2 separate regions of the Larimichthys crocea genome follow, and region 1 is linked to region 2. Evidence: chromatin contacts called from public Hi-C data. All regions are on one chromosome and are shown on one strand. Each heading gives the region's core, a stretch centred on a gene start, on an enhancer-like site or on the middle of the called end of the contact. The rest is flanking DNA. Distances are from core to core; before and after follow the strand shown. Region 1 holds the start of cep57l1 (centrosomal protein 57, like 1). Region 2 holds the start of foxo3b (forkhead box O3b).

What was found. Hi-C and Micro-C count contacts between places; a contact is called where the count stands out from the background.
Region 1: a Hi-C map of muscle shows a contact between it and region 2, with 5 times the contacts expected there. The contact joins the promoter of cep57l1 here to the promoter of foxo3b in region 2. A contact is called at or near these places in 2 of 7 Hi-C or Micro-C datasets (both in muscle).

What each region holds. Positions count from the first base shown.
Region 1 is chrXI:8,869,097-8,875,617 of L_crocea_2.0, forward strand. It overlaps cep57l1 (centrosomal protein 57, like 1), which reads left to right and starts at 3,909. Exons shown (of 11, transcript XM_010735402.3): 1 at 3,909-4,134; 2 at 4,697-4,847; 3 at 4,933-5,115; 4 at 5,227-5,348; 5 at 5,540-5,653; 6 at 5,738-5,815; 7 at 6,113-6,199; 8 at 6,299-6,373; 9 at 6,484-6,521. The coding sequence starts at 4,114. sesn1 (sestrin 1) reads right to left here and starts at 1,072. Exons shown (of 10, transcript XM_027283994.1): 1 at 959-1,072; 2 at 1-74. The coding sequence starts at 33.
Region 2 is chrXI:8,732,079-8,738,048 of L_crocea_2.0, forward strand. It overlaps foxo3b (forkhead box O3b), which reads left to right and starts at 1,764. Exons shown (of 4, transcript XM_010735397.3): 1 at 1,764-2,074; 2 at 2,410-3,137. The coding sequence starts at 2,580.

The DNA of each region.
Region 1 (6,521 bases), core at 2,659-5,158, 140 kb after region 2:
TCTCCCCAGAGACTCCTGGTCCTGCATTTCCATCTTTTGATGTAGGACTAAGGTTTGTGCTGTCTTACAACAGGCTGCACAACAGATAACAAATGAAACAGTGTTTTCATTACAGCATCAGAACAACCTTTAACAAAGATATTAATATTATCTATTGACATATTACCTGATATTGCCCCATCACAGATACAGATACACACAGAAGTAACCAGACCAGGGCATAATAAAATGAATGAAATACCCATAAAAATCAACATTCAGATGGAAAAATCGAATATACAGTCTTACTTATGGATTTGCAATACTGCCCACAATGGCCCAACACAATGCTATCACATAGATATCAGAAGCAGAATAAAAGGTAAGGAAAAATCTCTGTGTTGCTTAATTTACAGTCACATGCACATGGTATATTTCATCATATCACCCGACCCTGCCCAGTAAATAACTCTTTAAACAATAAATTGAATAATTCTTGAACAGAGCCAATATTAGTCGGACTCTTGCAGAAAAACAGGGATGATTTAAATCCCAAATTGTAACAGTGCACTGTTAAAAACTTACAAGTAAAAAAGAAAAAAGAAGCCTGGTTAAAGTGCAGACTATTTACTCATGACACAGGCCATCATAATCTGGCAATTAAAGTGTTATTGCCTCACATTGCGTTTGCAAACGACACTGAACGGACGTTGGTTAATGGTTAATGACTTTTTATTTAAATGTTAAGACATATCAGGATAAAAAAAATAAATGCACAAATACGCAACTTGTCATTTAAGTGAGCTCCATTCAATCTCTCTCCCCATGTCTTCTCCTTTCGTGTCAAGGCTTTTCCAAGCTGCCCGTTAACAAAGACACCACTCAAAGTACAAAACACAGCCGCGGCGGAAACAACATTCCTGCACACAAACCTTTCACTGTGGACCAAAAACAACAAGTGTCACTCTCAAATACTCACTTTGTCCACATTCTCTGGTGCAGGTCTTCTGCTACGGGACGCCTTGACACTGCACTGACCAGTAAACGTTAGTCCCTGGGTAGAGACGAGAGGAGGCAACAATTTGAGGGTGAACGCTTGATTGGCAGGGATCGCCGGCCAATTAGGGAGCGCTGTTGACAATAAAGGGGCGTTACCACGTTGATGCTGACACATGATTGGTTGGAAGGTAGTTGCCAAGCTCGCGGGGGAAGGTTTTATGGGAGTTGAATTCTCTTCGTTCGGAGTGTGTTTTCAAGCGGAGCTCCTCGGAACTACACCTCCCATGATGCCTTTCGTCGCCACCAGCCACCCCCCCCTCCTCCTTTCTGTTGTTTATCAGTAATAACTGAAAGAAAAGGCAGAGGATAGAGTTAGACAGAGGCGTTAATTTTATATTTTATATAACCGTATCTGTGTATAAACTGACAAACCACACACTGAAACACGTGTTCTATATAAGAGAAGTCAAACTTAGATTCTGTTGTGGCATGTAAAGACAAAGGGGCTGTCCCTGACAAATAAAAAAAACAAAAAAAACATTTACATAACATGCACAAATATGCAAAGAGAACTATTTCTAAAAGAAGTTTTCCAGAAAATGCTTTTTTTTTTTTATCTCAGTGCAGCACACCTGCCACGCTGCAGACAGGCTCTTTGGTTATTTGCATACCACTGTGCAAATGTTTACAGGGTGATTGATTGATTTACTGCCTCGGCTAACCAGAAATAGCTTAAATGATTAGAAAATAGCCCCAGCATTTATGTTTAAATTTGTTATTTCTTCACAAAATGTGATGTATTTTAGTGTCCCATTTTGTAGATCACAATCTATTTCTTACATCACATACAGTAATCAAGGCCACAGCTGGCACTGTGAAAGATATGTGTGTGCTTAAAGAAGAATTATAATATTATGTGTAATATGTGTCACTCTCAACTTTGGAGCCTGTTTTCTTCCCTCAGACCCGCCTCAGTATTTCTAAAATCCTGGCTATAGAGCTGTTTCACATTTCTGCCAGCAGTTTTGCAATGTCTTAGATTTTTTTGAAGGGCAAGTGTATTATAAATGAAGTGAGCATTCAAAGAATTTCATCTAAAACAAATCACTTTGAAATAACTTGCAACTGACCTTTATGTTGAAATATTTTACATCTTCACATAATTTGATGTCGCTTCCCATTTTGCAGATCACATTCAGTAGGGGCTCCTTCTTACATCACATATATTAATCAAGGCCACAGCTACCACTAGCGTGTTATAAATGCAGTGAGCATTCACAGAACTTAATCTTAATAAAGGTGCAGTGTGCTGGATTTAGTGGCATCTAGTGGGGAAGTTCCTGATTGCAAACAACTGATGACCACTCGGCTCACCCTCCCGTTCAAACATGAAGGAGAAACTAAGGTGCACATAAAACCAACAAAAACCACAAAAGGTAATATCAAGAGTCAGTGTTTGATTTGTCTATTCTGGGTTTGTAGAAACATGATGGTTCAAAACGACAGACTCTGTGGAAGAGGACCCTCTGTAGATATAAAGGGCTCATTCTTATATACACAAATGAAAACATAGTTAAACTCCATTTCTGCCAACAGATCCCCTTAAATGTTACACACTTTGTTACACAAATCACTTGTGGAAAACATTTCAACATTTTAATTGTATCTTGCTAAAATGTTTCTACACTTTACATTTGCCCCAACGTGGAGTGGGTGTAAGCTTATGTTGTTTTAGTTCTAGTTACAACTGTTACAACTGACAGGTTATTGGTTGAAAATATCTGCATTTTTTATTAGTAAGTAACTTAAGAGACTTAAAATAATAATTAACTTCAATCAAAAATAGCTTAAATGATGGCGATGAATCTTGAAATTTACATTTATGGATGTGAAATTTCCCAAATAAAATATAGAGGTTGACAATAATACAGTTTCTTTTCTTTGTATTCAAAATAAGTAATAATGTTTTTTCCCCTCAATGCTGTTTTGTTTTACACGGTAGATTAGATTAAATTAGATTAGATATTCTTTATTCATCCCACCATGGGGAATTTTACTTGTTACAGCAGCAGAGAAAAGTGTAGCATACACTACAGAATTAGGAAAAAGTAAAAAAGGCACAAAAAACAAACAAACACAATAAACAGACAGAAATGAAACAGACAGAAATATCTATAACCTACGCAATAAACACGAAAAACAATCAATCTTCAAAACAGACAGGTACTGAGGAGACCATGATACAAATAATAATAATATTGTTGCAAGAGTAGTGACCATAATATAAATAATATTACAAAAGTAAGGGACCATGATATAAATAATAACTGCAAGGTATATGTGAAATTAAAAAAAGAGTATATAGTTCTCAAGTTCTTTCCGAAATGTAGAAGTTTGTGTAGTGGCCATTTGTCAACAGAAAACAAAACTTTAAACCAAACAAAATCAAAAGGCCACTGATGCACCATGGGGATGTGGTTTAACGCAGGCAAAAGAAGATTAATGTCCAAACTGAATGCTGAATCGTTTTGTGATGATTTATTTCAAAATAATAAAAACAAACAAAAGAACAAAGAAAACCATGGGCCCACCCAGGTGCCTACCTATCTAAATAACCTCAAGTGCCCAGTATGACCCATTTACCAAAAAATAAACCAAAATACCAACCCTGCCAATCTAAATATCCCAAACAAATAATAAATAAACAAAAAACAAAGAATATTAGCAAATCTAAATAAAGCAAACACTTGAATTTATCAAACAAACTTACTCATAATTAGATAATTAAATTTACAACTAAACACAACAAAGACTAACTTCACAAATAGCTCCTACAGTGTGTATTTGTGTCACGCTGAAGTCTGGAGGAGCAGTGAGGAGCAGTGAGGAGGACTGGAGGAGGAAACAAACAGTGCGCACTCACTGCGCAGGCGGAACCTTTTGAGACGAGGGCGGCAAAGAGGAGGGAAATTTAAAAAGTCCGCACCGCCTGCTGCTGCTGCTGCTGGCGGTGACAGGACAACTGAAGTCTGTCGACGACATCAGTTAAATTGCTACATGAAGAAAAAACAAACATTTAAAACTCCCCCAGGAGAATAATAAACACAAACATATGATCCTCCTCTTTGCGCCAAAATGGAGGCTCACTACGAACAGGTAACGTTCGACGACCAGCCGTTAAGGAGCCGTTAGCTCCGAATGTGGCTAACGCGTTAGCTCCAGCTTTGTTTACGTCCGGCGAGCTGCCTGTGTTTAGCTGCTCCGGCTGTGTGAAGGAGCCTTTCTGTCGGTTTGTTTCGAGGACGGAGGTCACCACAATTAATTTAACATTATATATTATATTCGTAAACAATTCTGGTTGTTTTTTTGCTCGCGTAACGTTAGATTTCTGTGAACTTTTTAGCAGCGTAACTATGGGTTTGTTGTTGTTAAAGGTCGTTTAATCGGTCAGATTTGTAGTTTACTAACAGCAACTGTCATGTTCACTCATTTTTAACTTTTACACAAGTAAAATCCAGCTCCAAACATTAAAATAAGTACATTTTTATTGTTTTATATCACTGTAAAGCGAATATTGTATTGGTATTGTGGTGTCAGTGTCAATCCATTTGAAGACCTCATCTTTATGAGGTATTTTGTTAATATTTTCTTTGCTTTTTAAAGACAAATAATGCTGAAATCAATCATTGCAGTTTTTTCCCCTCTTCTTGCTTTGTAGATTTTAGACTCACCCTCCAAAAACAGTTACATTGGGAGCTATTATCAGCCTCCGGACAGGATGCTACCCGTACCAAGAAAGCTGGATTTCGCTGCACAACCCTCCACAAGCACGGACCCTGACACGAGCAGCCCTAATATTGACAGCAGAGGTACGACACAGCCATTATGTAAAGCTTACTGTCTTAGACAATGGCCACGTTCTGCTGTAATCACCACACGTGCTTTCATGTTCAGCTGTTGTTGATGCACTGAAGACCCTCCAGCAGAAAATCAGGCGGCTGGAGCTGGAGAGGAAGCAAGCAGAAAGGAGCTTCCGGCAGTATTCCCACGATGCACAGAAACAGGCCACAGCATCTTCCAGCGTGCCCAGTCAACCAGCAGCCAGCCTGCCCGAGTCAGACAACTCTGGCAGGAAAGGTGAGTAATGGATGATGCAAAGGGAGAGGCCACTGCTGACATTACGTAAATAAATGCAAAGTGTTTTCTGTGAATCTTCTTTAATGGTCGTGTCTGTGTTGATGATAACAGAGCTGGACTCAAAGCTGCAGTCTACAGAGGCCCGGTGTAAGGTTCTAGAGAAGCAGCTGGACTACATGAGGAAGATGGTTGAAAATGCTAAGAAGGAGAGGAATGCCATCATGGAGGATCAGGTAGTCCAAAGGCGTTAACGAATCTTTCTTTAAAACTATAAAGCTGTTATTATTAATATGTTTTAATATGAGAACTCCTTCACAGAAGCGTGTACCATTACCTCCTTACATCTAGAAATACAAGGAAGTAAAGGAACACAGCGTGTGTTTGCATGTTACTAAGCTGTCATGTAATCTGTTTACCTCTTCAGGCTTCGCTGCAGAACCAGCAGCCGAGCAGCTCAAATACCCAATCTCAGCGGGAGAAGCTGGAAAAACTTGAATCCGAGTGTCTCAAACTGAGTAGGACCCAAACTCTGGCAGAGGTATTTTACCGTGATTCATCTCAACACAAGTCATCACAGGCTGCGTGATAAGATTAATTATTTCTGTGCAATTTTGCTTTCCAGATGAAACTTGCCATTCTGGAGCAAAAACTACTGAAAGAAGAGCACGAGCGTCAACTTGTGCAGGAGAAAGCGGACCAGGTCAGTCCACAGACACTTCACTTATCGGGTCAGCTCTTTGAAGTAACAATGACAGGAAGTATCCACAGTTCCACCTTGTTTTTTTTCCTTACCCCAACATGCACACATTTCACAATAAATGCAGAAATTATGTTTTTTTTTTACTTTTACTCTCTATCAAGTGTTCTCTAGTGGGTTATAAGTTACATAAAATTCACTGTCTAATCATAAAATGCCATAAAAGAATCAAAGAAAGGAAACAAAGAAAGAAGGAAGCTTTTACTGACTTTAATCATGCTAATATTGTCGCGTCCACAGCTGCAGAAGGAGTTGGACATCAACTTTCGATTGTCTGTGTCGTCTTCTGAAGAGAAGCCAAAGAAGAAAACAAAAAAGTCCACCAAGGTGCTTCTCTTACTGACAAAGCTGATTAACAGTGTGTATTTAGTTGATAAGGACAACATTTGTTTGCACAGTAGTGATAAGAGCTGTCTTCTACCTCAGAAAACCTTGAGACAGAATGAGCCGACGTCACCAAGTCTTCCGAAGCACAAAAAAATGCCGTTTGTTGCAGGAACGGTACGTCAGTTCTTATGCTCAGCACTAACTAAAAACCACATACTACTCACCGTTTCCCTGTTTTTGATTCCTTTTGATTGTTTTTTTTTATCTCCCCCTACCTGTCACAGTCAACAAGCCCAAGCCATTCAGTCCACGCCAACATACA
Region 2 (5,970 bases), core at 514-3,013:
AGTTAAAGCTGCCCTTAGTTACACGGCTTAGTCTTGAGACTATTTTAAAACCTGGCTTCAACTAAAGGTTTAAAAAGAAAACAAAATAAATGATCGCCAACAGCAAATATTCACACAGAATCATACTTAAAATGATCTTCTACCATCTAAAAGCACTGAGAGTTTACTCAGCATGATGTGAAGTCATTTAAATATCTGTCTGATACAGTTGGTCACGTACAGTTTTTCTGCACACACACACACACACACACTCAGACATCCTAACCTCTCTCTTTGCATGCAGTGAGCAGTTAACTCTATAGTTCTCTGCAGGAGTCAAACTGCTGCATCAGGTATTCTTTTTGATGTGAAGGGAACAAAAACTATCAGATCACAATGTGTGTACTGTATGCCACCTATCTCCTGTAATCCTGTACAGTAAGGACTCCAGACTGCTGTAAATAGGCAATGAACACAGATAAACAATGTCCAACCCAGCAGAGCATGTCTGACAGCCTGTGATGAAGATAAAACACATGCACGACACACTCTGTTTTAGCAGTGACAAGACTGTTGCAATAACAAAGAGTGCACATATGATACAATAAAATAAAAATATATTATTATGATGTCAAATCGAATAATAAAAAAAAAATATGGATGTAGTCATCACAGTCACAGCGTGATGTCTTGTTATGGTCAGCTGTGGATGCGCATTCCTGCACAGAAACCGCGTGACGCACGCAGGTGGACGCGCACCTTGCGCGTCTGGCAACCCTCGGTGGAACAAAGAAGATGTGGACGAGGCTGTTTTGATCCGTGGAGGAGGTGGAGGAGGGAGGTCCAGAGCATCACTTACAGGATGGAGAACCATCTAGGATATCTGCCCCCTTATCTCTCTCTCTCTCTCTCTCTCTCTCTCTCTCTCTCTCTCTCTCTCTCTCTCTCTCTCTCTCTCTCTCTCTCTCTCTCTCTCTGGCTAATAAACTGCATGACGTCACCCTAAACGTGCACCAGAATGGGGGTGGGGATGAGGGGGCGTGGCCTGACGCGCTGTGACAGGCGTGATTGACAACCTGGTTCTCTGATTAAAGGCACAATCAGTCAGTGCAATGAGAGAGTGACGTGAATAAAAACACATAGGAATGGGTGTTTATGAAATGCTTGCAGCACCCTCATGTCAGTAGCACATGATGAACACATATACAAATGATACTGTCACATTTAGAGTCATATGCATTACATATTTACCTAACCCTGGTAGAATTGAAGTTTCATATCTGATTAAATTCATTATTGCTGAACATATTTCTTTAAAATTTAAGTTTTGGATTATCTCTATTCCAACACTGTGAGTTTTCTTTGTCTTCTATGATATTAAACTGAATATTTTTTACATTTTTGGACTGTTGGTTGGACACAACAAGCTTTCTGAGTATGTCAGCTTGGACTGGGAAACTGATGAGCTGATGGAAACCTGTAGCACACCTGTATCCTGCACACTAAACTGACATTTAAACACTATTTTACCAACACAGTTTGGCTGTGACACTATAAATATGTATAAAAATTAATACATTAATCCATTCTAATGGTTCCCCTTTCCCTTTACTGTCGTGTCCCTGTATTTCTGTGTCTATAACCAACATGTCAGGACGTATCCCAGCCTCCACCTGCCTACAGACCGCTCCGTCCTGTTGGACTGTAATGTCTCTTTAAAAGGCGATCCCATGCGCAGGATCCAGGGGGCTGGCCCTTGATCGACTTTGCGTGTGTGTGTGTGTAGGTGTGTGCATGTGTGTGTGTATGTGTGTATGTGTGTGTATGTGTGTGTGCAGCGCTGTGTGGAGAGCAAATCGAGATACAGTAGTAACCCAGAGTGAGGTGGCAGTCTTATTCCACATCGACACTGACTTGCCCTGCACACATCCTATCTGTCTCTTTATCGTCTCAGACCGCACTTGGAGGAGTGAAAGAGGAGAGAGTCAAGATGGCATCTGGAAGTGGTCGTGGACAATCCGGGATTTAGTCTCTCTCTCTCTCTCTTTCTTTTTTTTATTTGGTACCACGGAGCGCAAGTGACTGGCCGTGCAAGGTATTTCATTTAAAGTGTTGGGAGCGGATTTATTTCCCAGAGAGATGAAGGTTTGAGCACTTTCTCCTCTGCCATTGATCTCCGCTGGGTGGATTCAGACCCTTGCACCAGGACGGGATTTTGTGTAGAGCTGCTATTCATGTGTTTCATAATGAAGTGAGGCTTAGGAGAGGAGAGGAGAGTCGCTTCATTGAAATCTTGTTATTTTTACGCACCGTACCTTCATTGACAGAAATAGGTTAAGGAGGCACACTGAGCTGCTGTGTTGTGTCTTTCAGGCTGTGCTCTAGCTGAATGTGTTGGCTTCATTGTTTCTGTCTTTATGTCCTCAACAGGCGTTCACAACTAAGTTGCTGTTGGCCCTGTCGGGACTTCGCTGGTGTGGAATAGCAACAAAGGACGGGAGCGCGCATTCATGGGACGCGACTTTGACAGCTCTTCATTTCTTGTCTTGTAACTTTATTACCTGACACCTGGGACGAGATTGTGACTGGAGCAGGAGATAATGGCCGAGGCTCCGCTCCCCGACACACTCCCGGACTTGGACGTGGTCATCGACCCGGACTTCGAGCCCCAGAAGCGGCCCAGATCTTGCACCTGGCCGCTGCCACGACCAGACTCAAACGCGGTGAAACCAGAAAACCATGACACAGATATTATACCCGAAGAAGAAGATGATGATGAGGATAACGCCACCCCTACAGCCATCAGTGTCAATGGCTCTGGCTTGGCGACAGAGGACCAGAGTAGCAACAGCCCCGTAGCCAATGGAGCGCTCTCCTCCCCCGGCCAGGAGAGCGGAGGCTCCCCGCTTTCAGCGCACTCCCCGGTGGCCACCTCTGGCGCGCTGACTCCCAGCAGCTTGGCTGCCCAGCAGACCCCGAGGAAGGCGTCATCTCGCCGTAACGCCTGGGGAAATCTCTCCTACGCCGACCTGATAACCAAAGCCATTGAGAGCGCACCGGACAAGAGACTGACACTGTCTCAGATTTATGACTGGATGGTGAGATCCATTCCTTACTTCAAAGACAAAGGAGACAGCAACAGCTCTGCAGGGTGGAAGGTAAGAGTCGTCCCACTCACTTACTCACTCACCAACCCACCCAGCCCCCCTCCTTCCTCCATCAAAACAAAAACAAAAAGCATGTGGCTTGTAAACCCACTGACGCACACACACGCACAGACACACACAAGTATGCCAGCGCAGTCCTGTTTTTACGAGCGTCTATTTGGAAAGTCTGGCACTCATTATTCCTCTCATTATCATTCTAATGGAAATTACAGATCAGTCCAAAAATGTCGAGCAAATGAGAAAAAATCACATGAGGGAGGCATTAGGGATCATTAATCTCTTTACGCAGGGTGGGCTTTGGTGACCTGCGCGTAATTTGTCATTTAAATTGACCAAAACATGATGTGTTGCACTTTATTCCCAGACATTTAATGGACAAATAGAGTGGTGGCGGTTTTTAAATTGAAACTGCATCAGATGCATTCCCTTTGTCTACTTTTATTTGACGTCTCTGATGAGATATGTGCATGATATTCCTCTGCGGCCACAGTCACAGTCACATGGCTGGAATTAGAGCAAACAGAAACGTTGTAACCGGTTTGTCTGGAAACACAGTAGCCTATTTTAGAGTGACGCAATCTCGTTTAAGACTTAAGAGAATGATACAATTACATGAGACAGTTTACTGTAGAGCACATAATCCATTAATTAGGACAAGGAGCTGGATGTAAACAAACCAATTTAACAATAAGACAGCGTGGAAAAGTGTGAATCCTGAGAAGACACCTCCTGCAGGCAAACAATCACTGTAAAGAATCCATGTGGCACACTTATGTGGTTGTGAATAGTGAGATTATTGTGACATAACGCTTTATAATTAGAGACTAAATAAAGTGTGATAAGAGTTTTAAAAAAAGCATTATGTCTATTTTAGAGTGATGCAATCTGTCTTTCTGTCTACTGTAACCACAGTGGCATTACCCTGTTTGCCATTTGTTATGTAAACCCTGGCAGGGATCTGTCAGTCTCCTGGGTCAGGTAGGCGACTGCCAAGGTTGCTGATCTTGCCATGGGGGGATTACATAACCACTGAGTGTTTGGGTGAGCTGTTAAGGGTAATATATATATTTTTTAAGGCAGCTATCTGGTCACCCAAAAAGACATATGGGACCCATGAAAAAAAAAACAGAGAAGGAGAGATGCACAGAAGGTCAGAGAGCAGAGATTAACACCCATCAGAGGCTGGAGGACCAGTCCCATGGGTGCGTGGAGCCTATAGGCCATATTTTATCAGGGCTTCTCAAGTTTTGCTATATGATATGCTTCAGTGAAGAGCAAAAAGGGTGGTTCTGTTTGTGTGTGTATGTGTGTGTGTGTGTGTGTGTGTGTGTGTGTGTGGCCCAACAAGTCAAGGCCGGGTTCACCGTCACCATGCAGGGCTGTTACTCCTGGAATTTCGGGCATGAGGGCCAGGCTGTCGGTGGTTTAGTGTTACCCATGGTCTGTCAATAAATCTCATCTGCAGCTCGCAGCCTTTTTTAGTTTACTTACAAGAGACTCTTTTCACTACAGACCCACAGAGATGTGGCAACACACAGCATCACAAATGAGTTCAGTCGAAGCAGAGACTCTCCTGTAGGGTGACAGATATCTGCAGGTTCTTCAGCATTAAGGCATGTGCATGCCACAAGCTGTTAGGTTTTACAAAAAAAAAAAAAAGCCAGGTGTTCAGAGGGCTAGCTCCTGTACGGGGCCTTTTTTTTTCAGAGCCCCTCTCTGTCTCTATTTCACTCTCAGAGACTCTTAGGTTTCACCTTCACACAGAGCCGGGTTTGAACACCTACGGTTTCATGCAGCCAGGGCACCTTTGTTGAGGAGATTTGCTGAGCAAATCCTAGTAATCCCCCTGGGTTTCTCTCCCAGGTTCCCACTTACGTCATTCTATTTCATATCTTTGTCAGTTAACCATTAGCCGCGGTAAAAGTAGATTAAGACGGCCAAGCATAACACCCGGAAATCTTTTTGTCACCTTAGATTGTCTTTAACCAGGAGATGCCCCCGCACAAGCTTTAAATAGTAACACCAGGTTTGGTCATTTACTTGTTCTTACACAATGAAGAACTACAGTATGTCAGCTATGATTTAACGCTGACCTCAGTGCTGTCGAGTCATGTCAAAGATAATGATAAATAAGAAAATAAATGTATATTTCTAGTAAAATATTTGTATTGGTATTAAAACTCAGTTATTTAACAGAATTTCAGAGTCTCCTGCGATGTTTAAGATCAGAGGTGTGCCAACTTTTCACATTTTAAATGTTTAGTGATACAATATGAAGTAAGCCAATCATGATAAACAAAATCAAATCAAACTCATCCATGCGTGTTGTTGTCAGCTCAAGTGTTGAAGCCTTTTTTTAGTTACACACATCACACTAACAGTCTGTGTTGGAGTTTTCCAGCCGGACTTCTGTGCCAGAGGGGCAGGTCCAGTTCAGAGCTGCTGAAATGTGTGCTAAGAGAAACTTGGTATGACGGGGGGTGTGACAGTCTGCAAAACAGTCTCGAAATAGCACCTGTAAATACTCATGTAACCCTCTGAGTGTGTGTGTGTGCCTTTCACCTGTGTGTCTTTGCATAATCAAAAGATTAGGTGCACCTGTGTGTATTTGTGTATATGTGTGTGTGTGTGTGCAAGTATTCCTGGCTACAGTGAACTTTGTGCTCTAGTGTTACTTAACCCTGCCCTAACAGGCTCCCCTGTTCACAGCAGCTGCCCATCACAGGCCAAAACCTAGTTATGTCACAGTGACACACAAAAACACACGCATGTTTCAACAGCCACACACTCACAGTACATACAGTTCTTTCTCCTGAAGCTGAAG